2 separate regions of the Canis lupus genome follow, and region 2 is linked to region 1. Evidence: chromatin contacts called from public Hi-C data. All regions are on one chromosome and are shown on one strand. Each heading gives the region's core, a stretch centred on a gene start, on an enhancer-like site or on the middle of the called end of the contact. The rest is flanking DNA. Distances are from core to core; before and after follow the strand shown. Region 1 overlaps FAM53B (protein FAM53B). Region 2 holds the start of FAM53B (protein FAM53B).

Region 1 (5,955 bases), core at 2,489-4,988:
TACTATAATCACCAAACTCCCTGTCTGTCTCCTGGAGATATGGAACCCGTGTTCTGGCCCCAGTCGGTGATTGCTGGGGACAGCTTGGCCCTGTGGCTCAGGGCATTTCCCTCCCAAGCCCCCATTGCAAGGGTCCTAGTCAGAAGCCAGGGTGAGTTTGTTTCCCGAGCATTCTTAAGAAAATCCAGGCAAGTGCTTTAGGGTGGGGAATGCAGCAGCCTCTTGGCTTCCTCTTAAAAAGCTACCCTTTTGAGTAGGCCCGCCTCCCCTTAGATAAAATGCCTTACTCATGTCATCAAGTGCTCACAACAATGTGTGTTCTTTTTAAGTACTTCATGTTATTGTGAGCTGGATGATGGGCCCCTCCCCACCTTTCTCCCCTCCACACACACCCCAAGTTTGGAAACTTGATATAAAGAAGCAGTTTTGAGCTTTCCCAAAGTGGGCGAGAGAACAAAGCCAGGACGAGGTGTGAGTGGCAAAAGCAGGTCAGAGTGGAACCAGGCCACCGCCTGGCCTGGCCTGTTCTGCACCAGGGTCCAGTGCTCCTTATTAGGTTGTGAGCCCAGCCTAGTCCCCAAAGGGCTCTTTCTAGCAGAGACAGTGTTTGCCTCTTGGTTTCCTTTCTCTCCTCCCATACCATCCCGAGGACACTTTCTATGCCAAACGGGAATTTCCTCTGCAAGTGGCTTCTCTGGGGAAGAGCCATGTACATGACCGGTTACTGTGTTCTCAACACAGGAAGCCTTGGTCAGGTGGCAGCTTCAGGGCTGTGGCCCGCCCACTGGTCAGCCGGCCTGGCAGGCGGGCAGCCCTTGCTGCCGGCCACGATCTGTAGCAGGTGAAGAGGGCTTAGCTGCACCTTATGGAAGTGCTCTGTGCTGGGAGAGGCAGGGGTTCCCCACAGGTCCTCTGTCACTCGCCGTGGGAGACGCTTTTTCATGCTGACCCAGGGGCACACGTGTGTTAGTTTAATCTTTTTTTTGGTGAAAAAGGGCAAGTGGGGTGAGAGCACGCTCCACTCACCACCCTTGGCTAATTGTACACATTAAATGAGTTCTGTATTGCAGGGACAATGGACGCCACACATTTCATTTTCCTCACCACTCAGGCGAGGATAGACCTGGAAATCAAATAATATGTGAGAAAGCGAATGCAATACCAATTATTGCAAAAGGGCCACTAGGAAAAGTCGTGTAAATACAAGTCAATGAACAGAGAACAAAACAATTCATATGCTAAAAAAAAAAAAAAAAAAAAAAAAAAATTGCATGGAAACCCATAATTACTTTAGGAGTTATGGTAATAAATTATTTATTAATGTAAATTATTTCACAGGCAGAGAACATAGAGAAACTTGAGCAGAAGGATCATGCATTATGTATAAAAGGGAATTGTAAAAATATTATAGCGGCGCTACTTGTGCCACTCTGGTTCAGGTTTGTCAGCATTTTAATTATAAGCCCTTACTTTCTGTGTTTAATTACTTGGCTGTTAGAGTCTACCCTGTACATGAAAGGGTTGTTCCCGGGGGCACGCTCTGTATTAATTCCTACAGGGTAAACCAGTTGGCTGTGTTGAGCTGTGCGGGACTGAAAGATTTCACTCTGAGATTTGATAGCTTTTGGTCTTTTAACTCCTCTATTATTTGTTGTTGAAAATGGGATGTGATTGCACCTTGTGTGAGAAAGCTGGCATTGGGAGGTGGGACATTGTAGATTTCTCAGAACGAGCTCCTGACCGAGACAGAAGGGGCAGCCACAGCAGCCCCTGAGCTGCTCTGGCAGTTTCTGGTCTCTGCTGCCACTTCCGTCTCTCACGGGTAGCCCTTTGGAATATGATCGTTGGAGAAAGAGATTATGAATCGAAATTGGCCAAAGGGAGCCTTGTTTTCGTTTTTAAAAGTATATCCACATACAGGCATGCAGGTGTGATTTTTTTTTTTGGATTTACTTTTTATTTATTTTCATTTATCATGGGCATACATACATGTGATTTTTTAGTCCCTAAAATAGTTTAAGGTTCGTCCATACAGAGTGCTTTAAATGTTTCCTTGCACCGTGTATTGGTTTCCAACAATGTTTCTGGAATAAAATACAGACGAGAAGTAGGTGCAAAGTGTAGTTGGCACAGGATGGCAGCTTATGGTGACAAGTGAAAAGGGAGCCTCCCAGGCTGCCTTCTCACCTAGGCTGGCCAGCCTTGGGTGGGGGGGCAGGGGGCCACAGTGGTGCCAGAGGACAGGGAATGACAACTGCCAGAGTGGCTTTGGGTACCACCCACCACGGTGCATTGCCAGCTAGAAAGTGGTCAGGTTCTGTGCAGCCTGGCCCCGCGGCGAGGGCGTGGCCTTGGGACTGCAGGCTGTGCTGTTTGCTGGCTGCGCGTCCCTACGTGAGGCGTGACGCCCTTTGGAAGCTCAGGTTCCCCACCGGTAAGACGGGGAGTGCCTTGATGCCCCACAGTTGAGTCGTGTGTGTGGGATGTGTGCTAGTGCTCTCTCCCTGCCTCAACAAGGATCCCAATGGGGTGTTAGTTCGTTAACAGTTAATACACATTTATCAACAATTTTCTGAATAGTTCTCCCAGCTGCCAGTTCTCTTCTCTTGGTAATGGTGCTCAGCTTTGCTGTGTGCATGGGTTCAGAGATGAATCGCAAGCAGGTGCCCATTTCCCAGGCTCTGTATATACCCACAGCCAGGGTGGGAACGCCAGAAGAGACAAGCAGATCTCACCTTTCTGTCCCTTTAGGACGACTGACTCCCTCCACATTTCTGAATGCTCCTGGAGGCTAGGGGTGGTCACCTTGCCTTATGCAGATGGGGAGACTGAGGCCCATGTTTCTTTTTTTTTTTTTTTTTTAATTTTTATTTATTTATGATAGTCACACAGAGAGAGAGAGAGAGGCAGAGACACAGGCAGAGGGAGAAGCAGGCTCCATGCACCGGGAGCCCGACGTGGGATTCGATCCCGGGTCTCCAGGATCGCGCCCTGGGCCAAAGGCAGGCGCCAAACCGCTGCGCCACCCAGGGATCCCGAGGCCCATGTTTCTAATGCTCAGTCTGGTGTGTTTTTTTTACCCCTCTCTACTGTCTGTTGGGGAATCCCACCAAGCCCATTTTTTTTAAGGACAGAGGCTTCCCAGAAGCTGTGGCAGCTGCCATGGGCCACCCCTACCTGGCTGGTGAGGGTAGGGCCCTGATTCCCACTCTGAAGGTTACCAGCCACTCAGGCTTCTTCTAGACCTTCTTGCTTCCGTTGATGGGACTGGTGGAGTGCTGTCTCCAGCCATCCTAATCCCCTGTCCTTGTGCCTTGGCCAAGGAGCTTGGTGTCCTGTGTCACTGTCCTTGAACCCAAGATACAGCTGACGTTTTATTATTCATCATAGTTGAGAGAGCATAACCGGAGGCTAAGGCCTGGTCAGGCAAAGCCAAGAACCCTTTCTTCCTGACACAGCTTAGAACTGAATCTCCATTCTGATGACACAAGAAAAGAGGCACTTGAGTGGGCCAGGGGCTCTAGAGGTTCATTTAGAAATCCGTGATCCCATTGTGGGATAGCAAATGTCATTCTCCTGCATGGTTTCTCCCTATGGCTTAGTAAAGCTGCCTTCTGAAAGATATCTTTCTAGTTTCCCATCGAGAGCGTTAGTGAGCTCCTACCCCCAAAGTCAAGCATAGAGTCTTTGCAGCCCCAAGGCCAAGTTATAGCACAAGCCAACCCACAAGGTAGGGGAGAGAGAATCATCGTCAGCACGAGTAGATAGGTGTGAAGTCCAAGAATGAGTCAGCCGGTCTTGATGGGGCTGGAGACTTGCTACCCAGGCCCAAGAGTCTAACCTCTTGGGTGTGTGCTTTAGGGTGCTTAACCTTTTCTAGAAACCACATTCTGTTGTGGTTCTGTCACCATATGGCAGCCGGTAACAACACAGCACACACGTTTCCAGGGCTGTAAATCTCTTCTAGCTTTTGAACCGAAGAAGGCTGTAGTCCCCTAAGAATCTGGGCCCCTGGGAATTTCCCTTCAAGTTTAAGGGTAGAAATGGAAACAACATTTGAAGTCAGATGCTATTTGTGCTCCTCCAAGTGTTTTCTTTCCTGGAGCCCTAGATCTGCAAACCCAGCTGCCTTCTGCCCTTCATGGTCAAGGTGTGGCAGGACCAGTGCCTTGTGAGTGGGGGCTGGTGGTGGTGCGGATCTGGGCTTTTCCCGTGCCCCCCAGAGGCTTCAAGCTTAGATATCAAGCCTCAGCTTTGAAAGGCCCCTCGAGGTCACCTAGTCAGGCCATCTGTGAGAGAACGATGTGGTTTGATGCTTTTGTGTGAGTTTGTGTGGTTTGTCCTACCATCTCGAGGTAGAGCCTTGGGTGTGTTTACCTTACACACACACCTCCTGTGAACCATGTCAAACTTTGAAGATAGGCTCAACTGCGTATGGAGCAGCTTCAGAGGAGCAGGGACTATAGGGAGCGTGTGTGGCCGGTGCCCTCATCCACCAGAGGCCTGGTGTCGGCTGGTGTCGGCGGGACGCCTCAGACTCTCCCCCTGGCTTCCAGTGCTGTGCAGCTTGGGGCCCCCACCTCCTGCTGTGAGAAAGGGCCTTCCAAGTGCCTGAAGGGTAAAAGGTTGCCTTGCCTTCTCTAAGGCTCTACTTCTTGTTACTGGCTGGAAACAAAACAAATACCAAAGCAACAACTTTTAATGATACTCTGAATCCAAATTTATAGAAAGTGGAATGTCAAGCCTCAGGAAGTGTCCTGGGTATGGCTAGATGGCCCGAGTGAATGGCCACTCTGACGAAGGTGTGTGAGAACCCAGGCCCCTGTGTCTCCTGTAGGAGTGGTTCTCAAAAATAACCCGAGGAGCTTATTTCAGTGCAGATTCCTGCCCCTAGAGATTCTGTATACTGAGTCAGGGGCTGCGTTGAACCAAGGGTGGTTCCTGCCAATCCAAGGGTCCTAAATAAAACCACACTGAGGTGGCCTGCACTGTGGTTTAGAGCGTACAGGTTCCCACTCCAGCCAGACCCACAAAGCGTGGTACCTAGTGATCGAAGAGCTGAGCCCCAGCTGTAGGCACATCGTCCAACACTGTCGTCCTAGTTGTGGTGCGGCTGCTGGCAGAGCCTGCTGTGCCCTCACAGGCCCTGTACCAAGCAACTGTTTGGTTCTTAGAATAGCTCTGCGAGGTCGTTACTGTCACCCTCGGTTTATAGACAAGAGAACTGAGGCTCTGAGGAATTAAAGTGACTTGCAGAGCTGAGGTTGAAACCCACGTCCACACCCTTTCCACCATCCCATGTGACCCCTGCTCAGTGGACTCCCCAGGTCCGTGGCCATTGTCACTTCTGAAAGAGTTATAGCTGTCTGTGCAGAGTGATATTGAATGGAGGGGCGGGGGTGTCCAGTATCCTCTCCTCGGAGCCCTGCCGAGGCCCTTTGTCCCGTGTGACGTCAGGGCCAGAAGTTCGAGGCTGTTTGCCATTAAAAAGTAGCTTCTATTCCTGTTTCTTTTGTCTGGTGACCTGACCCAGCAAATCACTTTCTGTTCCCTGAGCAAAGGGGGGAAAACACGAGGGCTAAACATAGCCTCGATTGTTTTTTACTTTTCTTATATTGTACTTCTTCAAGCGATAAAGATAGTAACAATTAATATATTATCTGCCCCTCAGACAGACCAAGTGGCCACCTGGCTGGTGTGGACACACAGTAGCAGCACTCAGTGTTGAATGAGGCTTTGTGTTTCCAGAGCATCTTAGACATCATACCACTAGCCAGACCCTGGGTTGCTTCACCTGTAACTATCCATGGCCTCCACAAAGCAGGAAGGTTGAAGGCAGAGTCCCGAGGTTGCACCTGCCTGGCCAAGGAAAGGTTACTGGTGCCAAGGATAAAAGACAAGTGAGACCAAATGAACACCCCGGGCCTGCCCTGCAGCTTTTATCTGTGCATTACC
Region 2 (5,955 bases), core at 1,516-4,015, 50 kb before region 1:
TGGATGGGATTCGTGCCATACGCACAGGCATTCCTCCATTTGGTGTTTCTGCTTTGAGCCGGGCCAGGAGAGCCAGTATTACAGTGCTTTATCTCTGGTTTCATATATTGGTCTCAGAGTGAGACTGTATGCAACCCCTACATTTTATATTTCCCAGGTGTTTGTGTTTACCCAAGTTAGTGTTGTTGGTCAGTGATAATGGAAAAGTTACAAGTGATCATTTTTGGATTATTTATGTATTTATTCCTAAATTGGCTTATGAATTTGTGTTTAGTTGCCTGGTTGTACTCTAAATCTGTTTTTAATTTGGTTTTGACCTTTAAGGATTGAACAAAGGTAGACAGCTTAGCCCCCCACCCCCCGATTGCAGCTTACATTGCTTTACATCCAGAATGCGACTGAGCTTGTATTTACTCTTCTGACTTGAGCAAAGCTCTAATATACCACCTTTCAGGTAGGACTTTTTTTAAAAAATAATGACTATGTAGTATAGCCCCCAAAAGTGGGGGTGTTTAGGATATACAGGGCTTACTGCATAATGTGGGAAGAACCACTTAGTATGGAAGGTTAATTGACACAGGGCTTAATGTATATATCTTTTAGCTTTTGGAGATTCAAATTAAGTCCATGAGAAATAGCCATTCATTGGTTAGTAGCACAGCTCCTTAAGCAGGTATTTTAGTTCTGTGCACTTGCAAGAAAGCCTCAGAACCAGAAAAACAGGCTGCTTTAGGTTGGAAAGGAGGCGTTGCAGCAAAGAGCTTGCCATAACCACAATCCTTGGAATTTTGTGAGACTAAAATCATCCTGAAAGCAACAAGAATCATGATTGCGATAATTGTCTCCAGGCTCTGGATGTGGCCCCCCCCCCCCCCCCCCCCCCCCCGCCCATTTTGTTTTCTCCCTTGACCCGATGAACTAGTAATTGTAGGAATAAGCTGAATGTTTGCCAGCAGGAGTCACTCTAGGCTTCCTAATAAAAAGTAAATTAAACTTTATTCTTAAAGCTCTCAAAGGCTGAGGTGACACTGTGATAAGATGGCATTAGGGAAGGTATAGGAGGAGCATTCTCAAATTATCCCTTGTGCCTTTCTTTGTTTAACTTAGGGAGCCTTGCTTGGTTCTCGTTCCTTTCAGAATTGGCCCTTGATAAATTCTTTTAAAGCAATGTTTATGGAAAAGGATATCAGTATCTTTGCATTCTGCTTATTAGCTCATTTTGGTTTTTGTAGGACAAATTGGTTACATCCCACATCATCTACTTGAATGAATAGACACCCATCCTTCTCCTGATTGTTGTTCATCGTAATCTTGCAGAAGAAATCACTAGAGTGAGCCGTAGCTGGTGTGAAAGGAGATGTTAGCTCATGGTTTTCTGAAAAAGAATGGGTCCAGTGTGATGAGAAACTGAAATATTTCAGCAACAGCCATGAAATATAATAGTTTCCCAAGTGCATACAAGCTCAAGAAGTTAATTGTCCATTTATGTTTGATACTGGGATTGAAACATTGGATTAAAACCAATTAAATGTTCCTAGAAGCAACAGAAAAAGTTTCCTGATTTATGAATAGACCCATTCAAATGGGGCAGACACAATCCATGTAAAGTAATGAGGTGTTTTGTTTTTTTGGCAAAGGAGAACACAAAACAGGCATAGGGGAGTTCTTTAAAAAAAAAAAAAAGAAAAGAAAAAAACCTTCTCTTTAAAAATCTCTTTGGATACAAGGTCAATAAAATAACATACACTGGTAGGACGGAGTGATGGGAAATCTAGGGCTTCGCTTCACAAGGGAAACAATCCCCCTCCCCCAGGTGAGCAGTACAATGAAAATACTCTGCTTATTCTATCAGGGTTACATTCCTGAACTTAAGTCAACATCCTAAGTTACAGAACGAAACATGCTCTGCGTCTGCTTAGCAACCACAAATCCTTCCTTCACCAGTTGCATATATTTTGCATGTGGCTTCTGAAGTACACATTCCTTTATTTCGACCAGCGCCTCTAGTTGGGAAACTAGCGCTTTATTTTCCCAAAGTGTGACAAGGCTCGCACAGCCCCCCTCGCTGCCGCCCGGCACGCCGCCGACAAACCTCAAAACCCCACAACCCGGAAGCTGGGCGTCCGAAGTCCACGCGGCCCGGCCCGGCCCGGGGTTTTGTGCCCCGGCTCCTGCGGGGGGCGGGGGCGGGGGCGGCCGCGGGACCCCTGGCTCCGGGCCCGGGCGGTGCGGCGCGGCGCGGCCCGGCCGGCCCGGGGCCCCTTCCCGCGTGCCCTTCCCGCGTCCCGGGGCCTCGCAGGCGCGGGCTCGGCGGGCGGCGGGCGGCGCGGCGCGGCTCGGCTCGGCTCGCAGGACGGCCTCCAGCCCCGCCGGCGGCGCGCCGCGACCCCCCCACTCCCCGCCCACCGGCGGCTGCGCGCACTGCACCCGCGCCCGCCGCCGCCGCCGCCGCCGCCCGGCCCCTGCACGCCGGCCCTGCACGCCCGGCCCCTGCACGCCCGGCCCCTGCACGCCCGGCCCCTGCACGCCGCCGCCGCCGCCAGCCCCGCGGCCGCCCGGGCCCCGCCACGCCGCCCGCGGAGCGCCCGACCCGGACACACGCCTTGCGGGCGGCCGGCCCCACGGCGGCGGCGGGCGCGGCGGGCGCGGGCGGCCCGGCCGGGGCCGGTGAAAGGGACGAGTTGCGAACAGTTCAGGAAGTGACAAGTCGATTTCCTCCTCCCGGGGAGCCGCTCGGTACAAAGCGCTCGGCGCCGGCGGGAGAGCGTGCGCGGCGGCCGTGGCGGTGGCGGCGGCGGCGGCGGCGGCAGCGCGGACCCCAGGCGACCCCGCCGCGCACAGTAAGCGACCGGGCGGCGCGCGGGACCCCGGCGGCCGTGCTGGCCCTGCGTGCCAGGATGCTCATTTTGTTACTTGGAAGTGTCGCCGCTTTCCTTTTTTTTTTTTTCTTTTCTTTTCTTTTCTTTTCTTCCCCCCTGCCTGGTTTCGCGTGGGGTCGGGCGGCTTCTCGGGGCGCTGAGCGTCGGCCCGGGGCGGGCGCGAGACTTGTCAGCGCAGCCGGGGGCGCGGCGGGGCGCGGTCCTGCCTCCGCGGGCTCCGCGCTCCCCCGCGCCGGGACCCGGGGACCCCGGCGCCCCGAAGTTCCCGCACCGTTTGCAGACAACTCTTTTGTTCGCGGAAGTTTGCGTCCGGCACCCCCGGGATGCGGGCGCGCGGCGGCGGGCCCCGCGGCTCCTGGACGGGCCGGGGCGGGGTGGGGGGGGGGGGCGCCTGGCCCGGGGCGGGGGCGGCCGGCGGGGCGGCCGCGGGGGCGGGGTGCGGGGTGCGGGGCGGGCGGAGCGGGGGGCGCCGGCGCGGCTTCGCACATGGCGAGCAGGGCCGCGCTGCACGGGCGCTGCTCGCCTCCCCTTCCTTTCCCGCCGGGAGTGCCTGCTGGCGGGGCCGGGGCGCGCGGGGCGAGGCGCGGGCAGGACCCCCGGAGTTGCTCCCCGGAGTTGCTCCCCGGGGCGTCCCGGGGGACCACGCTGGCGGCGCGGGCCGGGGCGGCGAGGGGGCGGCGAGGCGGCGGCGGGGCGCGCTCTGCTGCTCGGGCCGGTCGCCCCGGGAGCCCCCCGGGGCCGGGCTGCCCGCGTCCGGCCGCCGGGCTCGTTCGCACGCACTGTACTTGGTCCGATGGTGAACAAAGAACAGCGCTTTGCGGCGTTTGATGAATGGGATTCCGCCTCCTATAGGCCACACTCCGAGCCTTCGGTGCGCTGCAGCCCGCGGACCCGGCGGCGGCGGCGGGCGGGCGGGCGGGCGGCCCCTCGGGGGTGCTGCACCCCGGGCCCCCGACCCCGGGGCAGGGCCCGGCCGCCGCCGCCGCCGCCTCGCCTTGCCGCCGCCTCGCCTTGCCGCGGCGGGCGCAGATGGGGCCGGGCCGACGGTGGTTCAACAGGAACAAATGTTTGTTGAATTGTTGGATGGCGGAGACGAGGGGCTGTTCCTATCGACTGCTGCAGGAGCAGGAGCCGGAATGGCATTGTTTATTGGCCTGGGAAGCCGGCGAGCGTCTTGCGCCGCTCGCCTCCGCATTCGCCCGCCTCCAAATGACACACCAGCATGTGGGTTCCCCGCGCTTCCCGCAGGCTGGGAGGGGATCCCGCCCGCTCCAGGCCCTGGGCTCGGTCGAAGGATGTCACCCTGGCGGGAGCGCTTGGGGGGAGGAATGGAGTTAGTAGACCCCGTGAGACTCCCTGTTGCCGATCTGGCCAGACTTTTAGTTTCATTTTAATTTATCCACTTAGCAGTAACTGGTCTCAGTTACAGTTTTGATACTGAGTGGCGGATCTGTGGGGTTTGGGTGTTGTCGGGTGTTGTCGTCGTTCCCACCCCCAGGCTGTGGACAGCTAGATAAACAGAAAACAGCTATTTGTCCCCATTGATAGGCCTGTGTTAGTCTGAGAAGGTTTGACTTTTTTTTTTTTTTTTTTTTTTTTGAGCTCAGGACTGGTTGGTGGCCCTTGACCCGGTGTCTGCACTTGGCTAGGATCTGGATGCTGCCAGCCATCCTGCAAAAGGGAGGAGCATGCTGCTCTAGCTCCTAGGATCTAGAAAAGGAAGGAGAGGCTTGGGACAGGTCTGTTCCCACCCCACCCCCCACCCCCATGCCCCTCCAGAGAAGGAGGCGGTTTTAAGACCAGTTCAAATCATTTTGGCCAGGGACTCACTATTCCCCCCCCCTCCCCCGCTCCCCACCACCCCACCCCGGGAGGTGATCTTGATGTGCAATTATTTTAACATTGAAGACAAGTTTTAAATAAAAGCTGGCAGTACTGGTTGTTGCAGAAGTGGACTTGAATTCCTAAGGCTGGCAGGACAAGTAGAGCCTTCCACAATTGTGATTGATAATGTTTGTAGTCAGTTTCTCCCTTCTGTTTTCAATTTAGGGTATGTCGCGCACGTAGTAGCGTGTTGGAAGTTCATGAAGTTCCTTTAGGAAGAGCTTGAAGATGCCTTCTTGTCATCATAGCGGCTCTGCTTCATTGACATTTTATGGGAAGCCCTGTTGTTATTTCTTAGGCTCTTTCTCTCCACATCTTTCATCTTTCTCGGTTCCCCCTGTTGGTTACTTTGCTCTCCCCTGGCTCTGTGGAAGCCTGATGGGCTGGGTGTCCTTTAAGCGGGTTCCGGGGCAGACGCCTGACCCATGCTGGAAGCTCCGTTAGGGCCAGCCTGCCGCTCTCTTCCCCTGCAGGAGACTGGAGAGGAGAGAGTCTTGTACACCCTGGGAGCTGGCAGCAGAGGACGCCTCGGAGCAGCCTGGAGGTGTACCTTTGCAGTGCTCTTAAGCAGTACGCCTTTCTCCGCCCCTGCTTCTTGCAGGGGGCCCTGAAGACTGAGTGCAGGACCCACTGGCGGACTGTTGAGTTGATGTTTTATCTGGGCAAGTGTGACTTTCCTGAACTGCACACCCTATGGAAACTTTTTGTTCTTGCCCTTAAAAAAGCCTGAAATAAGCAAATACTCAGACCAGCACAACTGCCATCATTACCACCACCACGCACACCTCTCTGATGTGTAATAAAAGAGACCTGCAGGCGTAATTTGTTATGTAATATGCTGATAATACAAGTTTCGGTTTTAGATGGAAACCAGATGTGGAGGGGCTCTCTCTTTAATTGATCCAGCAAGGGGGACACGTTAATAGATTAACTAGCTCTTGCAAACCCTGAAGGTGATTTCTTTTCTTTCTTTCTTTTTTTTTTTTTTATTGTGAGGGGAGAATCCTAAACTTGGGGCTTTTTTAAGTCTCCACCTCCCCCACCCCACCCCTACCCCTAGCTTCTTGCTTTACTGCAGCTGTCCTTTTTGTCAGACTCTTCCTCTCTTGAAAGAACCGGTTTGTTGCCAACATGAAGCACATGGCCGGGTCTGGCTGGGCTCAGCGCAGCTTAACTCTGCTGGGCTCCACGC

Evidence for each region. A called contact is a pair of places that touch in the nucleus more often than the background predicts.
Region 2: a Hi-C map of blood shows a contact between it and region 1, with 2.2 times the contacts expected there. The contact joins the promoter of FAM53B here to the enhancer-like site in region 1. A contact is called at or near these places in 2 of 9 Hi-C or Micro-C datasets (both in blood).

The regions. Positions count from the first base shown.
Region 1 is chr28:34,369,289-34,375,243 of UU_Cfam_GSD_1.0, reverse strand. All of the region lies in intron 3 of FAM53B (protein FAM53B), which reads left to right. Among named protein-coding and RNA genes, the nearest start is that of FAM53B, 49 kb to the left of the region's middle. Within about 2 kb of position 3,738, at least 3 of the 20 cell types and tissues checked have an H3K27ac peak or open chromatin away from gene starts, as enhancers often do. A contact at or near this core is called in blood, where this site is marked.
Region 2 is chr28:34,418,192-34,424,146 of UU_Cfam_GSD_1.0, reverse strand. It overlaps FAM53B (protein FAM53B), which reads left to right and starts at 2,765. Exons shown (of 5, transcript XM_038579035.1): 1 at 2,765-2,840.